Linked DNA regions of Mus musculus: regions 1 and 2 are each linked to region 3. Evidence: chromatin contacts called from public Hi-C and promoter capture Hi-C data. All regions are on one chromosome and are shown on one strand. Each heading gives the region's core, a stretch centred on a gene start, on an enhancer-like site or on the middle of the called end of the contact. The rest is flanking DNA. Distances are from core to core; before and after follow the strand shown. Region 1 holds the start of Stim1 (stromal interaction molecule 1). Region 2 holds the start of Nup98 (nucleoporin 98). Region 3 holds the start of Ppme1 (protein phosphatase methylesterase 1).

The links. Promoter capture Hi-C pulls out the DNA fragments that hold promoters and counts their contacts. A called contact is a pair of places that touch in the nucleus more often than the background predicts.
Region 1: a contact with region 3 is called in a Hi-C map of B cells, with 5 read pairs. The contact joins the promoter of Stim1 here to the promoter of Ppme1 in region 3. A contact is called at or near these places in 1 of 39 promoter capture datasets (erythroid cells) and 1 of 484 Hi-C or Micro-C datasets (B cells).
Region 2: a promoter capture Hi-C map of pre-B cells shows a contact between it and region 3, with 4 times the contacts expected there. The contact joins the promoter of Nup98 here to the promoter of Ppme1 in region 3. A contact is called at or near these places in 3 of 39 promoter capture datasets (the C10 cell line, cranial neural crest and pre-B cells), 1 of 484 Hi-C or Micro-C datasets (muscle stem cells) and 1 of 9 other capture datasets (liver).

What each region holds. Positions count from the first base shown.
Region 1 is chr7:102,266,122-102,270,381 of GRCm38.p6, reverse strand. It overlaps Stim1 (stromal interaction molecule 1), which reads right to left and starts at 2,563. Exons shown (of 12, transcript NM_009287.5): 1 at 1,829-2,563. The coding sequence starts at 1,967.
Region 2 is chr7:102,207,502-102,211,671 of GRCm38.p6, reverse strand. Nup98 (nucleoporin 98) reads left to right here and starts at 1,506. Exons shown (of 33, transcript NM_001287164.1): 1 at 1,506-1,654. It also overlaps a transcript of Pgap2 not described here.
Region 3 is chr7:100,370,341-100,374,169 of GRCm38.p6, reverse strand. Ppme1 (protein phosphatase methylesterase 1) reads left to right here and starts at 2,274. Exons shown (of 14, transcript NM_028292.2): 1 at 2,274-2,447. The coding sequence starts at 2,347. It overlaps C2cd3 (C2 calcium-dependent domain containing 3), which reads right to left and starts at 1,937. Exons shown (of 33, transcript NM_001017985.3): 1 at 1,674-1,937. The coding sequence starts at 1,728.

The DNA.
Region 1 (4,260 bases), core at 1,314-3,813, 1.9 Mb before region 3:
TTTGAAGAAGAAAGAAAAGTCCCTGCCTGAGCCAAAGTTCCATAGTGACCCAAGTAGACAAGCTACCAAAACAATACAGGTAGGAAGGACACCCACATTCCCACAAAAACGATAGGCATTCCTAACACATAGAGTCCCTGAGACTTTCCTCCCTGGAATATAATTACTACAACGATGGAAGCCAATTTCTGAACTAAGAGGAAATAAAGATGAAAAGAGAGGCCTTTATGGCGTAATCTAAACAGTCAGTCCTCAAAGATAGGACGTTTGAGGAATGTCTCCACAGACTCATCCTGAGGGATTCCTGAGGAATGCTGGAATGCTTCTCTACCTTAGGCAAAACACACACACACACACGACCTACAGTCAACTTCCTAAAGGCTTGCTAATGCCTAAAACTCGAAGCTGCATTCTTTTAGTTTAGATCTGACATACCAAACAGCTCTCAGAAAGATTGATTTTATGTCATACACACATATTCTGAAGTGAAAACAAGAGGATAAATGATCAATTATAAACCAGGATGTCTGTCACTGGGACTGCAGAAAGACTACTCAGGGTTACTTCACAGTTCAACCAATTTTTCCATTCATAGCCCAATGGGGGGAAACAAATTTAAGCTAAGTTTCAGAGGCCTAGGAGATTTCCTATGGAGATGCAGGAATGACCAATCCTAAAAGCAACAGCCCTAACTCCATGCTTGTATAAGGGACAGTCCTGGCCTCACCTACAAATCAGCCCTTGAAACACCTAAAATTTCAGACAACCAAGTCAAAAAAGCTGAAAGAGGGCAGCCCAAGAAAAAGTCTACCACTAATGCAATCCATAAAAGACTTCACCGCCATATTTTATATTCTTTCCCTGCTTGTATCAGCAGATACCCACTGAGACATCCCCTCTCTGAACTTGCCTATCCTCAAACACCCTAACTAGTCTTCTGTCCCCAACCCTTCAGGCTACAGTCTGGGGCAGATTGTAGTGACAGGGTGTGAAAAACAGAAAAAGAGAACTGGTGAGCTTCTAAACTTTGTGTAAATTAATTGTATTTTTTTTAAAGGTTCCTTTCTACTGCAAAAGTATTGGCCAGAGCTACTACTGCTAAACAAAGCTCTGTAAGTATACAGGGAAAATAAGGACAGATTAAAAATAATAACATGGAATCCTTACTCTCATCAGTCAGAAGAAACGGATTAAGTCAACAAGTGGTCCCAGGATTTTTTATTACCGAGAAGTCAAGAAAGGGCCATTTAAGTCCCTAGTGGTAAACAGGATTCCATCTAAGGACTTGCTTTGATATTTCACATGGGCACAAGCAAAAGACAGATTTCCTAAGGGAAAGGAGGGACTACGGTGGTTCTCACGGTGGTTAGAACAGAAAGGCACACCTGAACACCAAGCTGTAGAAAAACAGACCCAGCCCTGCCCTGATCTTCCCTGCCCATCCCGAGTGGCCTCAACCCACCATTGCCACACACCCCCTTATACCTCAAGTGATAAAACTGGCTAAAAGGAATTTTAACATCTGAGAAGGCTACTCTTCCAGACAAGAAGTCCTGAATGGGGCCTCAACCTTACTGATCTAAAAAGTCAAGGTGTCCCCATGAGGCTTCTCACTACCTTCCGGAGGAGGGATAAGGAAAGTTGCTCTGGGGAAATACTAACATTAGGCATGACTACTACACGAAAGAACTTCTTGGACTACTGAGACTACACAGTGTTATGGTGTATCTCACATGTGCGGAGATTCCAACGTGCCCACTTCGGGCCACTCAGTCTTGAGTCAATCAAGCCCCCAGCCCAGTCCAGCCCGCCGCAAGGCCTTCTTTACCTGCTTCGGTAGACTCTTCAGAAGTCGCCCCGGAGCTAGCTCCTGTATTCTTTTCACTGTGACTATGGCTGAGACTCTGGCCCTGATGCAGAAGGAGCCCCCAAAGAAGCCACAGGGCAAGACGGGCGCACACATCCATGACGGTAGGTCTCAGTCAACATGCGCCTGCTGTAGACACCTTTGGATCCCAGAAGCAAATCCCAGAGTCAGGGAGTGCAGCCGACGGTTCCAAAGCAAGATGCCCTCGCGGCGCCGCAGCTGTCCAGCCACCTGCGGGCTTACCTCCTCCGATAAGCGAAGGTCAAGTGCCCCAAGTTTGGACGCAGAAGGATCGGAGTCTCCGGTCCAACTGTAGGTCCGCCGGGGCTGCGGCGGCGGCCTGAGCTCTATCTGCTTCCGGAGAGTTTGAGCAGGGTGGCTGCGGGGCCGCTGTCAGCTCCGCAGCCTGCTGCACCCCTGCGGGAGGAGGCGGGCAGAATCTCCCGCCCGCACTGAGGTGGGGGAGGGAGAGAAGAGAGGAGAGAAGGGGGGCACCTGACCTCGCCCCGAGAAACAGCGGTGAGCCTCAGCAGCTAGGGCTTCGGCGTGCGACCTACAGGCCCCAGCAGACACGGATGTCTCCGGGATCCTAAGACTCCTAGGCCGAGGTCAGCGCCCCCGCCGGGTCCGGTACCTCTGCGGCTCCTGGTGCCCCGGTGCAGCAGGCGGACGCGCACGGGCCAGGCCCGGGACAGCGGCTCCCGGGAGGGCGGGAGGGCGGGAGGGCGGCACGGGGCGGGCCCGAAGTGGGCGGGGGCGTGCTCTACCGCCGGCCCGCCCCGCGCCGCCCGGCCCCCAGCGAAGCCCGGGCCCGCCCCAGAGCCGGCTTATCCCGGAATAACCTGTTGGAGAGCGCCCGCCAGAGCCCCCCGCAACTGGCGGGGTCTCTTGGGGACCCTGCCTGCGCTGGTGGTCGTCAGGACCGCGGCCCCGCGACAAGGATGGGGCCTCGGCCTCTGCCGTGCGCACCCCAGCCTCCAGCTCTAACGCCCGCCCGCAGGCGGGCCCCTGACACGCAGTTGCTCAGGTAACTCAGGCCTGCGGCGGCGGTGACAGCTACTGCCCTGTCCGGATCTCCGGGCCGCAGCGCTGCTCTCCGGACTCCACTGTAAAGTCAGGTTGGACAGAAACTCCGCACTAGGATGACAAACCTGGAGCCGCCTGGGGTGACTATGGTCCTGCTAGGTTTGGCCAAGGGGCGCGCTCCCAGCCCCCAACTCCCGACTCCCAGGCTCCGCCCTTTCGACGCGCCTCGCAGCCAATCGGCTTCCGCCTCTCAATAACCCGCGCCTCCGGTCTCCCGTACGCAGCGGTCCCTGGTGGCCACATCTAAGTACTGCAAAAGGACTAGTTCCTAGGTGGCCCTGACCCTTTCTAGAGGGTTACTGAAGGGAAGGGAAGCCCCTAGTCAAGCCCTTTAGAGGCTACAAGTGTTTAAAGAAGAAATTGTTCCAAAAAGCAGAATGAAATGCCCATCCCACTGTAGGTAAAACGTCACCTGTACGTAGCCTAACAGGTCTATCTGCTTTCCTAACACCCTGCCCGTCCCTGATCTACATCCTATGCCCTTGTGTAGCTCTTGCAACCCACCTCTCAGGCCCCACCCTCTTGAGGTTTGTGGGGTAAAGCCCGTGATGGTTCCTCCCATCTCATTCTCCTATCTCTCTGATTCCGTTAGAGGAGATGGTAGCGACTTGAGAATAAGTGCCCCAAAAACAGAGAACCCCGCCCAGGCTTCCTTTAGCAAAGCCTATACTTCCTGTTCTCTTCTCAAGCGTACTGTCAGCAGATCTTTACCGAAACCTCCGTGCCCTACCCCTGTCCTTGGCACCGGAGGCAGGAGACTGGATTAGGCCCAGTCCCTCTTCTGACAGTGATAAACCAGCTCCTGTTATGAGTGAGCCCTTTGAAGACCAGAACACGGATTTGCCCAACAGCTGCCTGGCTTAAGGGTTAGGCTGTTGATATAAAAATACATGTCAGACGTCATCTACTATCACTCTCTCCACTCTGTTAATCTCCCATCACACTGGCCTTTTTTTTTTTTCTTGTGGTGTGTGTGTGTACACTTTTACAATATCAAACCCAGAACCTCAGACACGATAAACAAGCACTCTATTCGCCACGCTAAACATGGACCTTCAGGAAGTTCCCAAACACATCAAACAGGCTTCAGAGCATTTGTGTCTGTTGTTTCTTCTACCGAAAACCTTCCTCACCCTACTTCCCCACCCGCTCCCCACCAATAAACTTAACCTCTTGTTATTCTAGATATTGTTGAATAACTCCTTAGAAGGTTCAACCTAAGGCTGACAATATGGTTTAGTGGGTAAAGAAGCTCACCACAAGCCGGGCGCGGTGGCGCATGCCTTTGATCCCAGCACTCGGGAGGC
Region 2 (4,170 bases), core at 257-2,756, 1.8 Mb before region 3:
GCTATTATACCCCACCTAATGACTTTCTGATTTAGAGTAAAGGCAAGGAGGAGTGATGGAAAAGCAGGGTGTTTGGACAGAGTGGTTTAGGGATGGTGGTTACAGATGGATGTTCAAACTAGCTTTTCCTGTTAGGCGATTTATACATTATTCTTTCAAGTATATACTGAACATCGACAATATATTATGTTTCTTCCATTTACTGTCTTTAAAAAAAAAAAAGAGATTTATTTATTTTATGTATACCAGGAGAGGGCACCAGATCCCATTACAGTTGGTTGTGAGCCACCATGGGGTTGCTGGGAATTGAATTCAGGACCTCTGGAAGAGCAGCCAGTGCTCTTAATCGCTGAGCCCATCTATCTCTCCAGCTCCTTTAAGATGTTTTTGTTTGAGGGAATCATTTAAAATTCTTAGCAAATCTCGTTTCAGTTCTATATTGATTTCCCAGGACGTGGTGGAGAGGTAGTATGTACCTCTTTTTTTTTTTTTTTTTTTTTTTTTTAACACAGCTCCTGTTATCTGTGAGACCTCAATAATTTAGAGAGGTCTGGTTTCTAGAACATGCCCACTCTTCTGCTCTCTGCTAGATCCTAGGAGAAAAGACACCAAAAGGATGAAAATGAAGCTTTGGCCCAGATCAGGGGAGGGAGGAGGCATAGAACGGAAAATAAATAAGATACAAAGTAACAAGGTCTTTACAAGCAGACTGCCTGAACTTCACCGGGACTTGTAAAGGTTACCAAATGTGTCCTGGAGAAGGCCGCAAGAAACCCAGAACAAGTATAGATTCTGAAAGTGCAGCTGAGGCTGAAGGGCCAAGAATCTCCTCATTGGGCTCAAGCTCTGTTAAGGCAAATCCATTGCTCAGGTCTATTCTAGAGATTCAGAGGGGGAAAGTGTACGGCGAGGGCTGGCTTGCGCTGGAAAGAACAGTGGGGAGTGGAGTGTCTGCAGACAATCTGTGGATTGATGGGTTTCCAGGAAGGGTCCTCCGGCTCTCCAAGTGCAAGCTAGGTGGCCAAGGAGCCTTCCCATCATTGCCCGCAGACAGGAGCTAGAGAAGGATAGAACAATTACCAGGTCATCCTTGGGACTTCCTTCTGATTGGCCGGAGCTTCCGTAGCGAGTCTCCGCGCTCCAAGGAAGGGGGCGGGGCCTGGACACAGCGTCACTGCGGTTTGGTGCTCACTCCTCTAGCCACGCACCAGCCCTCTTCGAGGGGCCTGTGTGACGTCATGAGCCTCTCTCAGCCAACCGTTGCGGCAGAGGGAGTGGGACTCTACATCCCTCCCCATCGTCCCTCCTTTCCCCCCCCCCCCCCCCTTTCCCGGCAATTCCTTACGCTCCTCCTCTTCCCCTCCGTTCCTAATCAGAGACCGCCTCCACGTTCGGTTTCAAAAGGATCGTCACCCAATGAATAACGGTGTGGGCCTCGAGTGGCGGACCGGCCCGCCAATGCCCGGCCGCCAAGGGCGGAGCGGCCGGAGCCGATCTCTGACGGTGGACGGCGTGTGACGCAGTCAGGCCTCTGCGCGCTGCGCCCGAAGCGGCGGTCGGTGGCAGCGGCGGCGGCGACGACGGTTTTTCTGGAGGCCGCGCGGTGAGCGGCGGGTGACGGGCGGACCTGGGCTCTCACTCCAGACGCACCGCTGTAAGTCGGGAGCGCTGCCGGGGCTGGGCGGGTAGATCTTCCTCTCTGTACCGGCATCTGCGCTGGACGCCCGGGGCCCTCTCCGCCGCCGAGTCTCGTGCCGGGCGCGCTCCTTCGGGCCTGCGTGAGGGGGCGGGGCCCGGGGCCTGCGGCCTGGCTCGGGAGGCCCTGGGAGGGGATCCAACTGTGTGGGGCGTAGGCCGGAGGGGTCTCGGGTCGCAGCCCACATTGAGTGAACCTCGCTTTCTCCGGTGCTACTCATTCATTCGCTGGGTGGAGGTGAGCAGCCCGCGGTAGGCAGACCCTTGCAGGGTGGTGCCTTGGGGGGACTTCAGTGAGGTCTCCCCGTCACTTCCTTGACCACTCTACAGGACACGTTTTGTCTAGGGTTCAACCAGAGGGTTGAGTGAGTCAGAACTGTGTTTAGCTTTTTAAGACACTGACAATTGTCTGATAAATAAAATGAAGGGTTCTTTCTGTTCCGTGTAAACCTAGGTGAGAAAGATTGAATTTCTGAGTAACTGGAGCCATAAGCGTTTAAATTGTCAATCGCCCCCACTCTGCCTCAAGTACAGAGGCTTTATTAGTGGGAGGTAGGTAGAGGAAGAGAATCCAGGTGTCTTGATTCAAGTCTAGTAGAATTTGTATACTCTTCCACCCTTCCTCTATGTTCCAGTCTCCCAATATTGGCAATTCTCTATTTGGTAGGGGTAAGGACCCAGCATTTGACATAATTTTCAAAAACACTTCTAGTTTAGCTGTTTTCATGTTCGTTTATATATAGTAAGATAACTTGATTAGTAGTACCCTGATGGGGACTTTTTTTGCTTTTTTTTTTTTTTTTTTTTTTTTTTAACTTCGGAGACAACCCTTGGTTGGCCTGGAATTCGCTATGTAGACCAGGCTTGCCACAGACTCAAAGAGACCACCTGCCTCTAACGCTGAGGTAATGAGATTAAAGGTGTTTGCCATCACATCCAGACTTAACATAGACTTTTGAGAACAAAACTTTAAAAATGATGAAATTGGCTTTAACCTTGGCAGTGCACACCTTTTATCCCAGCACTTGAGAGGCAAAGGCAGGAGGCACTCTGTGACTACAAAGCTAGCCTACTCTTCATACTGAGTTTCAGGACATCTAGGGCTGCAGAGACCCTGACTCAAAAAGCCAAGTGGGGTGGGGAATAAAACCAAGATAGATGTGGTGCAGGCCTGTAATGTCACCAGTTATGGAAATTGAGGCCAGAGAACTAGAGCATACACAGGCAAAACACTTATGCACGTGATAAAAGAAATAATTGAATTCATTTCAGTAAAATGAAAAAAATGAGGCTTAACGTGTTAGAGGTACTGGGAAATACATTGATAAAATTAAATCTGCTACTTAAGATTTGATGGAATTGTCATTTTGATCTGAATATATCAATCAGCTTGTAGTTTTGATGTTTATATAAACCATAAGACCTAAAAACAAATAATGCAAAAGCACAGAAGAGAACTGAAGTCTTAAAAGTTGTAACTTGGTGTTTTCTGTATCATTTTCTCAGTTTGAGCATCACCACCTGACTCACTCTTCCTTGTAAGTTTCCATAGCACTTAACCTGATCTTCTGCTTGTAGCAGACATTTTACATTTTAGCTATTTGACATTTTACTAGATTATGTTTTGTTTTGTCTTGTTTTGTTTTGTTTTTAATCTTGCTGGCTGTGATGGGAATGCCTTTAATCCCAGTACTCCAGAAATACAGGCAGATGGATCTCTGGGAGTTTGAGGTCAGCTTGGTCCGTATAGCAAGTTTCAGGCCAGTCAGAACTGCATAATGAGACCCTTTCTCAAAACACACACACACCAAAACATAGATACATATATTTCTTAATATTTAGGTAATGTGGCTCATAGATGTTCCTTAGTTGTATTTGTGAATGAGCAAATACAGAAAAGTTAAACTGAGAAATACTCTGGAAAAGAGACTAGATGTTTGTGTACTTATGAAATACTCTGTGCTTTTGTTGGTAGCCATTAGCTCCTAGGTATCTAATTACACTGGCAGGGCACCAAATTCACATTTGGGAAAACAGTATTATTTGTGTGGTGATAGTCTAGGACATCAATATTGTAATACTGATTAATTTCTAGTAAGAGGCTTTGTAAAATTCTGAAATTCTATGCCTTTAATCCCAGCACTCAGGAGGTAGAGACAGGGCAATCTCTATGAATTTGAGGCCATCCTTGTCTACAAATCCATCATCAGGAGAGCCAGGGCTGTTACTCATGGAAACCCCATCCCTCCCCCATATACATATATATGTATACATATGTAATTATGTGTATATATATTATATAAATCTTAGTAGATGCCAGATGTTAAGCATTTTATGAGGATTTAGTGTGCTGTGCTGGAAATTCAGTACATGCTCACAGCAAGATAGTTCAGTACCAATTAACCATTCTTCCCCAAGTTGTAACTACCAAGGTTAAGAAATTATTAAAATTATACCTGAATGAGATGACTGCTT
Region 3 (3,829 bases), core at 1,025-3,524:
TTTTTTTTCTTTTTTTTAGACATCTTACTAGGTAATCCTGGCTTGTCTGGAATTCACTTACTTAAAACTGCCTGGCCTCAAACTCGCAGAGATCCACCTGCCTCTTCCTCCTGAGAGCTGGGATAAGGTCTATATACCCTATATATTCTTTGAATGAAAAATAAAACTCAGTGTCGACAGAGAAGGCTTTTCCTAACAGAACTGAGAAGTAACTAGAAAAACAGGCCATAAAATAACCTACCTGGTCACTTATGTTAATCCAAACTTTTCTTTAATTGAAAGATATTATTTGAAAAGCATAAAGACAATAAAACCAGTGGACAGATTTTAAAATCTCCGTAGTTGGAAGTTTTGTTTAATACTGTTGTAAATCCATAGTTGACCACAGTTAAGATACGTTATCGTGGGAGAGGGACTCTGTGAGGTCGGTAGAGGGGGCAGCAACTGGGATGTAAAATGAATAAATAAAATAATGGAGAAGATACATTATTCTTAACCTCACTCTTTTTTTGTTCTGTTTGTTTGTTTTGAGACAGGGATCCTCAGTGTAACCCGCTCTGGCTGGCCTAGATTTGATTTGTAGACCAGGCTGGCCTTGAACTCACAAAGATCTGCCTGCCTCTGCCTCCCAAGTACTGGGCTTAAAGGCTAGCCCACCACAGCAGGCTCTTTATCTCACTCTTAAATTGTCTTTGCTGTCAAGACCATACAGTCAAGGACAGAGACTAACATTTTTAGGTTTGCTGCTACCTTTGGTTCTGGGTTCAAAATGTTAACGTCAAATCTTACTAGAGTTCAGAAAGGTGATGAATAATATGTAAATGAAGCGATCAGTTACAACTCTGGCTTTCCTTTCAGTCAGTACCTTTTCTGAAAGATTTAGAGAAGACTTAAAAACAAAACAAACAAACAAACAAACAAAACAAAAAAAACCAAGAGTTTTTCTGCAGGCGGATCAAGTTCAAGGCCAGCCTGGGGTTCATAGGGCCCCCTTATAGGAGCTGGATAACTAAGAGGATTTAAGTTGGATTCAAGTCATTCTAAGTGAGGAGCAGTCCATATATGCACATATGTTTCCATTTCAACGAATTATCCCTGCGCTTTATGGTAGATCTTTTTCTTCATGCTACAGGACACAAACTGTTTTAGTTGAAAAAACTCCTTGTATTGATTCCTGATGAGATCTCAGTATATTCTTATGAAGCGCAATCGCTTCCCAAGGAAAAAATCAGAGAAGTAGAAGGGTATATATATATATAAGTGGTTTTATTTGCTTTTTGAGTAAGCTTGGGTTACAGGTTTCACGATGTCCTCTATCACACACCCTTTCACCATCTAAGGTTTTTCCGGACAGAGTTATGTCCCTTCCCCCTACTCCGAATACCTCTAACACACATACGTGTATCCCTGTCGTAAAAAGAGCACGTTTAATTTTGTTGTTCTCCTATCCGTATCTATTAATCCTCACTTGCCTCATTTATCGACCCTCAGGCGCTACTTCCTTTCCATTCTTTAAAAAAAAAAAAAATTCTCTTAACTTTCTGGTTCCCTAGTTAGTCTCTCTTCCGTCCTCTTTTGTTTTGTTTTGTTTTGTTTAACCGGAGCGGGTGGAAGTCTCCTTAGAATTCTTTAGCCCTTTTATGCTTTTCTCAACCTTAAAGAAATAAAGTTACCTCTCTTTTTGCGCCCACGGCCGCCCCCAGGCCCTTGGCCTTTCCGTTGTTTCATCCCGAGCCTGGGCCCTTCGTCACAAATTCAACGCAGGTGCCAGCTCCTAAGCTGTACGCTCCCGCCATCCCTTCCCACGGCGCCTGCGTTCCCCGGCAACGGGCGCCGCTGGGAAGCCTGGGACGCAGGAAGAAACACTCTTTCACCAACAGTTCCCGGAAAGCGGTGCCAAAAGAAGGCGCCAATTAGAGCCCCTGCAAATGGACTACAACACCCATGATGCTTTGCTTCCCTACCTTGGCCAAGTTGGACCAGGGCACCTGCATCTGCGCAAGCGCAAATTGATACACTATTTGAGGACTTCATTGTCCAGCATGCATTGCCTTCAAGAGGTCTCTTCCTGCTAGGGTTGTCGAGTTCTCTGATAGGAGTCTGAGAGATCCGCAGACTCCGTTACCCAGTTTCCTTTGTGCGAAGGCTGTTGCGCACTTCCGGTGGAAGCGCTGCGGCGAGGGGGCGGGGCTTACTGAGCCAGTGGGCGGTAGGCGGCGCTGCCGGTGGCTGGTTGCTGTCCAAAGGCGACTGGGCGTCGTTAGAGGAGAGAGCTGTGACCGGTTGTACTGCACGTATCGTGGGACGGACCTTGGGCCACTGTTGTCGACGTGCGGCCTCCCTTTGATGTCGGCCCTTGAAAAAAGCATGCACCTCGGCCGCCTACCTTCTCGCCCTCCTCTACCCGGCAGCGGGGGCAGTCAGAGCGGAGCCAAGATGCGGATGGGGTACGTGACTTGTACCACTCTCCCAGGAGACCAGGCCCAGGCCATTGGAGATTGGTGTCTGGGCATTCAGAGTGCCACGGGAAGGGACGCTGTGAATTGGAGGAAATGCTGGCCTTGGCCTGGAGGTGTTTAGATAGAGTAGAAGGTAGATTTGGGGACTAGGTGAGGCGCTAAGGGAGTAGTCCACTGGAGGACTGATAACATTGTTGGAGAAGGGGAATAAGGACAAGGTTGAGAAAATGAAAGGATAATCTAAGGGATGACGGGAATCAACTCTAGAAGTGATGAGTCTGGGAGAAAGAGTGAATCAGTGAGATGAGGAGAAATCTGGCATCGTTGAGGGGAATAGGGAATGACTGAGAGAAAAGTTGACGGGTTTGGGGAATCAAGTAAGTGAGCCAGGAGTAAGAAGGTTTTTACCTGAGGGTTATAGAAAACATCTGAGGCAAAGACTAGGGAGTAGAAGGTTCTAGAGAAAGTTTCCAGAAGTGTAAGAGTCAAGTTCAGAGAATGAGGGGGTGAATCAGAAAACTTGGAGAATAGGCCTAAGGAAAGACAGAGAACATGGCTAGGGGACTGTTATCAAGGGAGTGAGCCCAGAGGCTAGGGAAATAGGGGGGGTGTGATGAGGAAGACAGCTGAGTTTGGAACAGTGACCACTGATATCCCAGAGACTGAGAAATAATTTCGAGTAGGATTTGTTAAATGGAAGCACTGGAGAGGTAAAATCTGAAAACCAAAGAAGATTTTGTCAATTGTTTTGTTTTGCCAAGCAAATGGGACCTGAGGGAAACTATCTATTGGTCTAAGAATTAGACTTAGTGAAGCACTGGGAGTAACCACTTAACAATAAAATGGGAGTAAATGGTTTGCTGGAAAGGGAGTAGGGCTTGAGTGTGTGTGTGTGCTTATGTGTGTGGGTTAGAAACATTTATTAATTTTTGTGGTGTTGAGGCTGGAACCCAGAACTAGATAAATGCCACATCACTGAGCTACACTCCCAATATAAAAGCTGAGCTAATGAAAGAAACTTTAGAAATTTAGATCCCTGACAGGCTGTGTCATTTATAGTTATAGGATGCTTGCCTGCTGGAGAAATCGTGATAGTTGAACATCCTAGTAAGAGCTGCTGGAAGGCAGAGAGAACTGGATAGTCATTGGGCTATTTGGAGGACTACTGATGGTAAAGAGAAAAGAGACCTATGTTGGATTTGGGATTGGAGAGAGAAGCTGGTAGATATATTTCAAGAATTTCCACAGACTGACCAAAAGGCAAGAAAAGATGTATGCAGTTCTGTGAAGACTGAGTATAGGAGATGAGAGAGAGTCCTGCTATTAAAATGATTGGTAAAATCTGAATCCAAGAGGTTATGATCTATAAT